Linked DNA regions of Hordeum vulgare: region 2 is linked to region 1. The links are chromatin contacts, called in public Hi-C maps. All regions are on one chromosome and are shown on one strand. The core of a region is the stretch at or near the end of the contact, and the rest is flanking DNA. Distances in the headings are between cores, read along the strand shown. Region 1 overlaps LOC123411280 (a long non-coding RNA gene). Region 2 has its middle 100 kb from the start of LOC123437802.

Region 1 (6,162 bases), core at 2,566-5,065:
CTTCTTTAGAATAAAAAAGAATTAGTTAGTTTTAGGTTTGAATGTCACGCAAAATTCAAATGGGGCAAGCGACCTACTAGTCCAGTTTCTAATTGTTATTTGGTATTGAGATTCATATGGTTGAGACATAATTTTAACTGGGCGCCTTCATATGTAATCTATTGCGTGGTTTGCTACAAAATTATGTCTCGGCCATCTGTATTTACATTACTACTGTAAGCTTCTGAAATATAAATTATGCTAGGACAATTCCTCTTTAGCTTTAACTATAATATTCCTAAATGCGCAAGTAAATACTACTGGGATTACAACTACAAAAAAATCATGACATGCGAGCAATTGTCGGTTTAAATCATGTGAGCTTAAATAATAAGAGCTAAACTATTGTGCTATGTTCAGAATTGGTACTAGAAAAGATAATCTAAACTGCACATTCTGAAAGTATATTGGACTCTTGCCCTCGGGAAATTAGTCTTCTAATCATTAATATGTAAAAAAATGACATGGTAACTTATTGGTTCAGTTTAAAGGTGTAGGGAGAAGCTTCTCGTAGGGGAAAAATCACTGCCGGTTGAAAAGCAAAACTTCTATTTGTGAGTGTGATCTGGAGTACGTTTTTCTGAAAGTATGCTACGCTCCCATTCCTCGGTGATTAAGTTATTGTGGTTTTGCTTGGTAAATAAATGACATGCTAAAATGTTGGTTATTATTTCGGTGGCGGCGAGCAATAATATAAAGAACTTCCTTGCTTAGATGGTTGGTTAAGTCATGGGTACAGCAAGGAAAGGGCTTGCAAGAAAATCAGCCAATTAGTTGACTGGTTTAAGTTGAATTCTTTTGTGTAAAACATTATTTTTAGTTTCTGCAAAAACCTTTGTTACAAATCTTTGATATGAATCGCTTGTTGCAGCCACAGACATGTTTAAGATGCCTCTCAAGTACTGCCCTGAGGACAAGGTGGCTAAGAGGGCTTCTAAAGAGAGCCCAGGCTGAGGCTGAGGGGAAAACCGTGAGGCCAAGAAGTCAATTGTTCTATAATATGGTCTTAACAATGTCACTTACCTCATCGGGCGGGTGCTGATATGAGTTATTTCTTTGTTTGACCTAATTAATCCTTATTCATGGCATCTTTTTTGGCTACTCGGCTAGTGGTCTATCCACTTACATTCACCGCGTTCACTTCCGGACACTTGTACCCAAGGACGGAGCCAGGGGGCGTGTTGGGGCCATGTCCCCCGTGTGATCTTTCCAAGAGCTAAAAATACTCTCAATTCTCATGTTTGGCCCTCTCCAAGATTTTAACTCTTCCATTGACCCCCCTTGTGTAAGATGCTTGCTTTGTCCCTCCTTGTACCAAAAGTGTTTGTTGTGCCATATTATCTTTGTATCTTTTTTAGATCTGTTCATATTGATTGCTGACAGTGACACTTAGAATGATAGTTCAAATATCTTTTTTGTATTTAAAATGTGGGCTGAATTTCTAACTTCTGTAACTAAAAAGCTAATATGTCAGCTATTTTGTGTCAGGTGTACTTTGATTTTATATATGTTGCAGGGTACTTGATTCTCTAGAACTGTATGGAGCAACCAAATTCAAGTGAGAACACGATACTTCGTTGGTGTGTCCATGCATATGTCTATATATAGCCGGAACCCTCAAGTGAGTACGAAATGAACAATACCCCAGGAGCTCACGTGCATTTCAAAAATGTTCTATTCCTCCCACATTCAGCCACCTGGAGTATCCTGCTCTCCCCAAGAACTCTTATCGACGAAAGTGTACATGCAATGAGTTCTGTAGTTCTCATGTATTTTTTTTTACCAAAAGACAGTTGACTTTACTTGGTTTATTTTTTGTTTTATAGTAATCGATCATATATTCGTATAGTTTTGAAGGTTCTCACATTTCAAGATGTCTACAAGTATGCATTTTTGGGACAAGGGTGGAGGAAATATCACCTGGGATTTAGGGTGTATTTTTACTTTTTTTAGCATCAACTGACAGCGAGCAAGGCTCCCACTGACTTTTTATATTATCAGCCACCAGACATAAGAGTTACACACAGGGCTGAGATTACATATCATCCTAGGGCACTCCTACATACTCCATGGGCGGTAGAGTGTCAAAGAAAAAAATCTACAAAAGGTACCAGGGAGGGCTTAACCCTATGGACAAGCAGAGAGATAAACAACATGTATATGAAAACTACACGTAAGCAACATGAACGTGGTCATGCTCGGTTGGATGCAATGCATAAAAGACGATCCTGCTCAAGTGAAAATCTGATCATACCTATGTATATCTTCAAAAACTGATGGCGAGTTATATGTTACTCTGTCCTGTGTACAAGGATTTTATAGCGTATCCCTCGTTGCAACGCACGGGCAATTGTTCTAGTAATATCTTAACAGGTGCACATTTGTGAACTAACCAACACGTTGCGGGCAAAGTAGTTGGGACGGAAAACCCTATTCGCCCAAGCGGTGTCCGGCTTCGCACAGAACAGAACAGGAGGCGATCTAGCGGCGTTGCAGCGTCCTGGTTTTGGAAACCATCTAGAGGTTCCCACCCGGTTTTCTCTGGTATTGGAAAATTTCTAGAAGGTTCTCATGACATATTTTTTTACTTTTCCGTTTTTAATCTTTCCTTTCTTTTCTATTTCTATTCCAAAAAATGTTCCTAATTTTCAAAAAATATTTTTGGATATTTAAGAAAATTCTTAATTTTATAAGATTGATCTGTATTTTCAAAAAATTGTTCTTGATTTCAAAATTTGTTTTTAAGATTCAAATTTGTTCTCGGTTCAAAATTTGTTCTCAAGATTTAAAACATGTTTGTTTTAAAAGAATTGTTTGTGCATCCAAATTTGTTAGGGTTTTTTGTCAAAATTGTTCTCCGTTTCATTTTTTCTCAACACTAAAAAAGTGTTCGTACTTTAGAAAATTGTTCATGCTTTCAAATTTGTTCAGAAATTTTAAAATTGTTCTCGGTTTCAAAACTTATCCTCAAGATTCAAAAAATGTTTGTGTTTTAAAAAATTGTTGGCGCTTCCAAATTTGTTCGGGTTTTTTCAAATTGTTCTCCATTTAAAAATTTTGCTCTCAAGATTCAAAAAATGTGCGTTCTTTAAAAAATTGTCCGAGCTTCCAAATTAATTCAGGATTTTTCAAAATGTTTGTGATTTTTTTGTGTGTTTCTAAATTTGTTCTAGATTTTTCAAAATTTTGTTCTCAAGATTCAAAATATGTTCGTGCTTTAAAAAATTGTTCGCGCTTCTAAATTTGTTCTCTGTTTCAAAATTTGTTCTCAAAATTAGAGAAATGTTCATGCTTTAAAAATTTGTTCGCGCTTCCAAATTAGGTCGGGGTTTTTTCAAAATTATTTAACTTTTCAAACTTTTGTTCTCAACATTCAAAAAATGTCCGTGCTTTAAGTTTTTTTGTGCTTCAAATTTGTTCACGATTTTTCAGAATTTTTCTCGGTTTCAAAATGTATTCTCAAAATTTAAAAAATGTTCATGCTTTTTTGTGCTTTCAAACTTTTTGGGGGTTTTTAAAGTTATGTTCCCAAGATTCAAAAAATGTTCGTGCTTTCAAATTTGTTCACGATTTTTCAAAGTTGTTCTTCACATTCAAAAAATGGTCTTGCTTCAAATACAAAAAGAAAAGGAAAAAGGTAGAAAAAAGAACCAAAAAAGGAAATGAACAGAAATGGAAAAAAGTAACAGAAAAAAAAAACTTGGCCAACACAGACAGGGCGACCGCCCAGTGCGGCGCCAGAGTTGCTGCCGCAATGAGCCACGGGCAGGAGCTCCCGGTGGGGACCTCCTATGCGCCGCTCGTTGGGGCTAACTGCCAAGCGAGCACACAAGGGGTCGCCTGACTAGGCTGGACGCATTTTATTTGTCTTAAGGAGATATGATATTTTTCCTTTTTTATGTTCCTTTTTTCTCCTATTCTGTTTATTTCCTTTTATTTTAGTTTTTTGGTTCGTTTTTTCTTTCCTTTTTCCTTAACTTTTCGAATTGGAAGGAAAAACATATTTTGAATTTGCGGAATATTTTTCGAAAGTACAGAACATTTTTTGAATATTAAGAATAATTCTGGAACATTTTTTAAAACAAGAACATTTTTCGAAATTTAAGAATAATTCTGGAAAACTTACTTAGTTTAAAAATTGAAGGAAATTTTGGAATAGCGATTTTTTCTGGAAATAACGAACATTTTTTTAAAATACTGAAGATTTTTGTTAAATATCGAACATTTGTTTGAAAATCCCGAACAATTTTTGAAGTTATGGATATTTTTTCAAAACGGCAAATGTTAAAATTTCGAACTTTATATAAAAAACAAAGGCATTTTTCGAATTTGAAGATTTTTTTAAAATCCAGAACAATTTTGGAATTTATGATCAAACTTTTAAAAACGACAATCTTTTCGAACATTTTTTAAAAGCAAGAATTTTTTTCAAACTTTAAGAACAATTTGCCAACAAGAAGTTAGTATAAAAACTGAATGTGTTTTGATATTTTGAACATTTTTGGAAAGACCAAACATTTTATTAAAATTCCGAACATTTTCTTACAAAACGAATATTTATTAAAAATCCCAAAGAGTTTTTGAAGTTATGAATATTTTTAAAAAATGGCTAATATTTGTAACTTCGAACATTTTTTATAAACACAAAAATATTTTTTGAATTTATAGAATAATTTTTGAAAATCAAGAACATTTTTGGAAACGGAAACAAAGAAAAGAAACAAAAAAGAAAAAATAAAAACAAAAAACAAGACAAACGGTTGTGGGAACATTCTAGAAGTTTTGCAAAATCAGAAAAACCCGGCTAGAAATCTCTAAAAGGTTCGCAAAACCGCCTTAAGATGTTCCGCTTAAATGGACCGTAGCAGTTAGAACAATCGTTCAATCTCCTTGTGTGGTGCCTCCAATACTTGACGCAAAATGCGGGAAATAGGAGATTCCTTTTGAATTTGTAGGGGTTGTCCGAAGAGTGAGTTCTTCCTTCTTAAAAGATTACTTTCAAGTGCATTTCTATGTTTGATTATAAATAGTACTAAACTTCTAATAGGAGAGTAGAACAAGAAACTTTTAGAACATTTTGAATTTAGTTGTATTCCTTTTGAGAAAAGGCAGAGGTAATAACCACAGCACCACCGGTTGTCGCATAAATCACGTACGATCACCACCGTCGAGTGCGTAGACATCAACAAAGCTGGGCATATCAGGGCTGAAAGCGTAGATAGCACCACCGGTTGTCGCATAGATCACGTACGACCACCAACTGAGTGTGTAACCGTGACTGTCTCTTTCACGAGCTCCTTCCTCGATCGAGGACACGGTGGGGTTATGTCTGACGTAAGTAGGTGTTCAGGATCATTCATTTGATCATCAGTAGTTCACGTCCGCTGTGCGTAGATCACCCCCCTCTTATTCTTGTACTCGTAAGTTAGCCACCTCAAATAAATGGTAAGTCGCTTGCTGCAGCCTCACCACTTAACCATACCTCACCCATTAAGCTTTGCTAGTCTTGATACCTTTGGAAATGAGATTGTTGAGTCCCTGTGGCTCACAGATTACTACAACACCAATTGCAGGTACAGGTAAAGAGTTACTTTGACGTGAGCCCGCTGATTGTGCTATTTGGAGTTTCTTCTTCTTCTTCGTCATCGACTAGGATGGGCTCCAGGCCGACAGTCTGGGATAGCAAGGATGGACGTTGTTCTTTTATCTTTGTTTTCATCCGTAGTCGGACTCTGCTCTTCTTCATGATGATTGTATGTATTGTATTGATGTGACTAAGATGTAGCTTGTGGCGAGTGTAAGCCAACTCCTTATACTCATCTTTTGAGTATATGTACTTGTAATCATATTCATTCTTGCAAAACGACGAGATGCGTTTCTATCCCTGTCGAGGCCCTCGAGCCAAAATAAGGATAAGACTGCATCTTCGACGTCGGTATCAGAGCAGTACCGACCTAGGAGCCCCCTTGATTGATCGAACATGGCCGAGTCGAGTCTAGTGAAAAAAATGCTTTGAGTTTAGTTATATATCGGAGAGTATGATTCTTTTTTCTCCTCTTCCATGCTGTGGTGAGGAATCTTGACGTAATAATTTTAATTCTACTCCTCTTTTCACTCAATTTT
Region 2 (6,376 bases), core at 1,060-3,559, 280 kb before region 1:
AAATGAGGGTAGCCGCTATTATCGTCATTAAACCGCTATTACCGCTAAAATGGGGCCCAAATTTTAGCCGCTAAGCTTCGCGCTCGGGAGATAAAAAATTTGACCCAAAATTTCGTTTGTGCGGCCCAATATATACAACAAAACGACCCCGAGGAGCCTAATCCTAGCCAAATTTCCCTTTCTCCTTATCTCCTCGAACAGAAAATGACCAGCGACCATGGCGGCGCGTGCGACCCATCCGGGCTAGCTCCTGCTGCCGACCGCGCTTGCTCCCGCTCCCTGCCCACCCTAACTCCTGCTCACTGGTCGTGCTAGATCCTACTGCCGGCCGCGCTAGGTCCGGCTCGATGGCGACCCAGGCCGCACTCCTCCCTGACTGCTGCTGCTACCCCTGACTGCCTCTCCAATCTGCTGCTGCTCCCGGCAACAATGTCAGGCAAGACTCTAACATACTATCTAATCTCTGGTAGTTGCCTCTCAAAACGATGACTGGGAGATGACGTGAATAATGGAACTGTTTGAGTTCATGTTGCCTTACATGTACGTATAGGATAAGTGCTGATGATTACAGTCTGAGTTAATGTTGCCTTACATGTACGTATAGGATAAATATTGATGTTGATCTTATGGTCTGTAATTTGTGGACAGAACTATATCCCCAACTAGTTGTTGCTACATGCTACTTGCTTTTGTTGGCTATATGTAATAATATTTGGGCAGAAGTATGTCCAGAACTCCTGGTTATTCATGTATGTTATGTGCATATTTTTATGTCCCTGAAAATCATTGATATATATCTGAAGATATGGGGCCAATTTTTTTGATTTTTTCTCATGATTTATCAAAACCGCTAAATGGACTTAGCCGGCTATAGCTAGGCTATAGCCTTTCGTAGTTGTTGGAAAAGCCGCCGCTAAATGCAGTAGCCGGCTATTTAAAACTTTGGTTCGAAGGCCCTAGCTGCAGCGGGAGGACTCCTGGGAGGCTATAGCCCAGCTATAGCCGGCTATTTAAAACTTTGGCATCAGGTGACATTGCTGGTTGCCGAGGAATTTCTTGTGGAAGGATGACGCTCGATGGATTGCACAAATAATTTACAAAACCACCAGGTGGGTACACACCATTTCCCCTAAAAGAATGTATACACTCAAACATTAGATTACCATCTTTAGAACTACTTGCATCTGGATTAGTTTCTTGAAACCATCTTCAGAACAATAGTATGCATATGGTTATGAAAAAATAAATCTTAAAATACTTAGTCCATAAGTGCAGAAATTGAACTAACAAAAACTGAATACGTACAAGATCTGACACGAGCTTAACTCTCATAAAAGATTAAAGCATTGGAATGATAAAAAATAAAACTGCACAAATTGTGATGGAAGATCTACTGAATGTCCAGATATAATGATTAATCAAGAGGCTACTTGTATGAACACATGTCAAAGATTAACTACAGGACGGTCAACCTTACCAATCAACTTGAAGGGAGGAATCAGATCTAGCAGCAACATGCCCAGCCAACCAAGCTTCTGCTGCTACGGCTTCTGTGGCAGCTTCAGGCCGCCCCATCGGCAGGGGAGGGATGGCATACCTTGGGGCTTGTACGCCAGGTCCCTGCATCACCTACGATGGGGATGCTGCTTTCTTCCTCCCATGGCCAGCCATGTCGGTGCTCAAATCTGCAGGACGCACGGATGGACGATGGAGTTTGTCGCTGCAGCTGCGGCTGTGGATTTATGGGGGCAGCGGCCCTAGGTTACTTCTAGGGGGCAGCAGGATGGCGATGAAAAATTTGGCGCGCAGGCTGGACGAGAGGAAACAAAGGCGCGCCAAGAAGAAGAAAATCATGTGAGGCAACGAGAAGGATCCGGCTGTGGCCGTTCGCGTCAAAACCGGGCTAAGATGTGATCGCTTAATTAAGAGAACGCAAGACCTCCTTTTCAGTTTCTCTCTCCTCCATCTTAGCTGCTAAGGTAGCACCATTGTACATGCCCTTAATGATGTATGGAGAGAAGATGATTGACGACAAGTTCAATCATGGAGAAATAACGGATAGAGAAATGTGTGGTGTTTGTAAGAATAGACAGAAAAGAATGTTTGTATTTGTATTGTGGTTGAATATTCCGTACTACATGTTTGTTTTTGAAAAAAAAAATAAGTAGTATATTGTTACAAATTCATTTGCTGATCCGTGGCAAGCGCGCGGACAGTCTATTATTTTTTGAGACAAACACGGACAGTCTACTGGTAAATCCCATCACGCTTAAGTAGTACGGGCTCTCGCAGGAAGACACGGCCCAAGGTCCAAGTGCGCTGCTGCACTCTAGTGGCTGAATGTTCAGGTTCAGATACCTGAACTGTAGGCGTGACAACTTTGCAGTCGAGGAGATTGCCCAGCCGAGAGAAGGTTGAACCCTAACTCCATTGCTCCCACGCAAACCGCAGCAGAGAAAACCCATTCTCCATCGCCGAGCACCGCCTCGAGCCCTCCAGTGCTGCCTCCTCAGTCCTCACTCTCCACCTCGCCGCCGCCGCCGCCATGGCGATCACGGCACAGACCCCCGACATCCTGGGCGAGCGCCAGTCCGGCCAGGACGTCCGCACGCAGAACGGTAACACTCCTCGTCTCGTGCTCAGCCCTACTCATCAGCGCCATATTCCGCGGAGTAGAGCGGGGTCAATAAGATCTACTCCGAGCGCGCGCGCGTGTTTAATTTGCGTTTCGTGCTTCTGTGATTGCAGTGGTGGGGTGCCAGGCGGTGGCCAACATCGTCAAATCATCGCTCGGGCCCGTCGGGCTCGATAAGGTATGTGATTTTACCTTCGATCTACTGCACTTGGTTGCGCATTGCTTGCTGCTTTATGACTAGGATCCGAAGTTATGATCTGCGTGTTAGAAACTTAGAATGGGGGTGCAGGAGTTGCTTGTTTGGTGTGGATGTAGTTCACCCGCAAACTTGGTTACCAGTGATGATGAAGATGCAACATGTGCATTCTGTAATAATCTGATAACGAACAGTGAAGTTAGATGGTAGCGCATCCTCCGTAATTTTGAAAAAAAAAATCATGGCTCGAACGTTTCCAAAAGGAAAAAGATATTGTCGGAATGAACTAATTTAGCGTATCTACAGATGCTGGTGGATGATATTGGTGATGTTACAACACAAATGATGGAGCAACCATTTTGAGGATGTTGGAAGTCGAGCACCCAGCAGCAAAGGTGATGCCTGTTAGCCAAAGCTTCCCATTTTTATTTTGCTTCTGTTGCTGCTTCGTGCTTATCCTTTCGGGGGTCCATTCATTGTTAGATTCTTTTTGAGTTGGCCGAGCTCCAAGACCGGGAGGTTGGTGATGGAACAACATCTGTTGTCATCATAGCTGCAGAGTTGCTCAAGGTATGAAATGGAGCTTTAGCGGCAGCCTTTTTTTCGCTATGAATTTCCCAAGCATTATGCATACAAATTTACGACGTTCTGCTTTTCTTTACCAGAGCGCCAATGAACTTGTGAGGAATAAAATCCATCCGACCTCAATTATTAGTGGCTACAGGGTGAGCCCTGTATTTTTTATTTTAGCAGCATTACCATTTTTATTTGATTGAACATTCTGAAGTCACATTATCTCTTACATTTTTTTGCCTTCATATTCTACCAGCTCGCTATGCGTGAGGCTTGCAAGTATGTCGAAGAAAAGCTCTCTGTCAAGGTAAAACCATGTTGCCTGCTGAACAAATGGCCACATCTTGCTGCTCGATTTGAGGCATATTGTCTTGCTGAAATGCGTATTCTTCTATACTTTCAGGTTGATAAACTTGGAAAAGATTCCCTTGTTAACTGTGCAAAAACTAGCATGTCTTCGAAATTGTTAACTGTGCAAAAACTAGCATGTCTTCGAAATTGATTCACAGCGACAGAGATTTCTTTGCAAATCTGGTAAGTTCCTATGGTCATGTGTACTTCAGGTTTCTCAATCATGCCCCTTTTTTACTTATCTTTCTACTGTATAACCCTGGAATTTGATTGTGTGGTTGTTATGTTTGATTATCCTTGTTGTATATTTGATCAGTGGTGTTTGTTAACTCTAAAATAAGTACTTTTAGACGAGAAAGTAAGTACTTAGTTTATGCATGTGTATTGAGGTGTTCTGTCCACTGCTATGGTTTGCTTTGGTCTGATATTTTTATCTAACTAGTCATCCCTGGGGCCAAATGTTAAGGTCCAGCTATCTTTACGTTAAATTTGCCCCAAACTACGTGTTATTTAAATGAACTGCTATGGTTTTATAGGTTGTCGAAGCAGTTCAAGCTGTGAAGACTACAAATGCTAAGGGAGCAGTGAAGTATCCAATCAAGGCAAGTAAAGTGCATTAGGTTACAAACTTGCTGTATCACTTCATCAAAAGAAAATTTCTGAAAGTTGTTTTTAACTCGGTTGCTTCGTTCAAAATATAGGCTTAGATGTTATCTCCTCCTACTCCATCCCATAATGTAAGACGTTTTTTGACACCAGTGTAGTGTCAAAAAACGTCTTACATTAGTGTCAAAAAACGTCTTACATTATGGGATGGAGGGAGTATGTTATTGTTGGGCAATGTAGGCACTGCAGGCACATCTGTTATACCAATTTGTCATGTTGTCTTGCCGCATGCGTCTTTTGTTCTTCCGGCTTATTATGTAGTCCCTCCGTCCCAAAATAAGTGTCTTAAGTTTAATATAATTTTGTACTACAGCTAGTACAAAGTTGAGACAGTTATTTTGGGACGGAGGGAGTATTTGTTAGGCCTTAACATGGTTCTGTCTATATTTTTGAGATTCATCTAAACGATTCTATTTGAACATGGTTTTTGAGTCCTCTTTAAAATACATTCTGATATATTTCTTAAATTTTTGCTTATAATTAATCAATTATATTTTTCTTTCTTCTGCAGAGCATTAATATTTTGAAAGCTCATGGTAAAAGCGCTAAGGAAAGTTACATGCTCAATGGTTATGCGCTGAACACAGGCCGTGCAGCTCAAGGAATGCCTACAAAAGTAACGGCTGCTAAAATCGCTTGTTTTGATTTTAACCTCCAGAAGACAAAAATGCAAATGGGCGTTCAAGTTCTTGTATCTGATCCAAGAGAACTTGAGAAGATCCGTCAGAGGTATGTGCATTTTCAATTTTGCACTGCATTCTCACTGCTTACTGTTATCTCCTGAATGAATCAGCGATTACTATCTCTACCTTGTCCTTTTAGCATATTTTCCCCCATTTCTTATGCTGGATCCTCATGCCTTCTGTCATTGGATTCGAAAACAAGTTATTTTCTATTCTACGATCTTCAAGAGTATACCTAATACCTTACTTTTTTTGGCAGAGAATCTGACATAACAAAGGAGCGAATTGAGAAAATTCTCAAGGCCGGTGCTAATGTTGTATTGACCACCAAGGGAATTGATGATATGTCATTGAAGGTATGCTTTCATTATTCAAGCATAAGCTGTTTATTTACCTATTTTACTATGATTTCGGGTATAGTGCCCAACACCGCAGCAGAAACTATTTGCGTAATTTCTTTGCTTTCACTGGTCAGTTTTTGCTGATATTCTACCTAGTTACTGTTAGTTTTGGTTAGGTTGGGGCATCAAGAATTTTCCGCCTATGCATTGCACAGTATCTTGATCTATTCCTGAGTGCTAGATCTGACTTCTATCTCCTTAAAAAAATTATATTTCATGATTAAACTGAATTGATGATTTCAAAAAGAGCGAATCGAATTGAGGATTTCAAAAGTAGCTACTGTATTATTGGGATATATATAGATGTCTCTTCCTGTGACTATCTAAATCTGCTGTGTGTGATAAAACATCATTTCAGTACTTTGTTGAGGCTGGAGCAATTGCGGTGAGGCGTGTGCGTAAGGAGGATTTGCGTCATGTTGCCAAGGCAACTGGTGCAACAATGGTGAGGACCTTTTCGATAGCTATGATGAAGCAGTACTGAGTATTTCAATATTGTAATTATTTTTAATTTCATTCATGACTTGTTGACTTCAATCCCATGAACTTACTTGTGATTGCAATTGTACTAAGTTGATCGATCTGTGCTTAAGAGATTAAGGCAATGTTGCAGCAAATCATCTGAACTAAATGCCTTCACAACATTGCTTTACGTTTATTTGGTTTTTATCGGTTTCTGAGTATGCTTTGCTAATCTAGCGCAACAACTTTGAGGTGCTAAATTGTATTATCATCTGGGGTGAAGTTGATGCAAATAACAGAAAATTATTAACTTCAGAATATTTTTTCCATATTTTTCTTAGAAATAAAATAAGCATAAGATTAACCTTTTCATCCTAAGTGAACTTCAACATCCTAATGAAGTGAAAAG

What was found. Hi-C and Micro-C count contacts between places; a contact is called where the count stands out from the background.
Region 2: a contact with region 1 is called in a Hi-C map of seedling, with 4 times the contacts expected there. The contact joins two enhancer-like sites. A contact is called at or near these places in 1 of 6 Hi-C or Micro-C datasets (seedling) and 1 of 1 datasets of contacts at active chromatin or transcription factors (embryo).

Annotation. Positions count from the first base shown.
Region 1 is chr1H:368,783,459-368,789,620 of MorexV3_pseudomolecules_assembly, reverse strand. LOC123411280 (a long non-coding RNA gene) reads left to right here. Exons shown (of 2, transcript XR_006613226.1): 2 at 911-1,903. Among protein-coding and RNA genes, the nearest start is that of LOC123411280, 4.3 kb to the left of the region's middle. Within about 2 kb of position 3,815, at least 2 of the 3 cell types and tissues checked have open chromatin away from gene starts, as enhancers often do. A contact at or near this core is called in seedling, where this site is marked.
Region 2 is chr1H:369,061,159-369,067,534 of MorexV3_pseudomolecules_assembly, reverse strand. It overlaps the pseudogene LOC123437770. Among protein-coding and RNA genes, the nearest start is that of LOC123437802, 100 kb to the left of the region's middle. Within about 2 kb of position 2,309, at least 3 of the 3 cell types and tissues checked have open chromatin away from gene starts, as enhancers often do. A contact at or near this core is called in seedling, where this site is marked.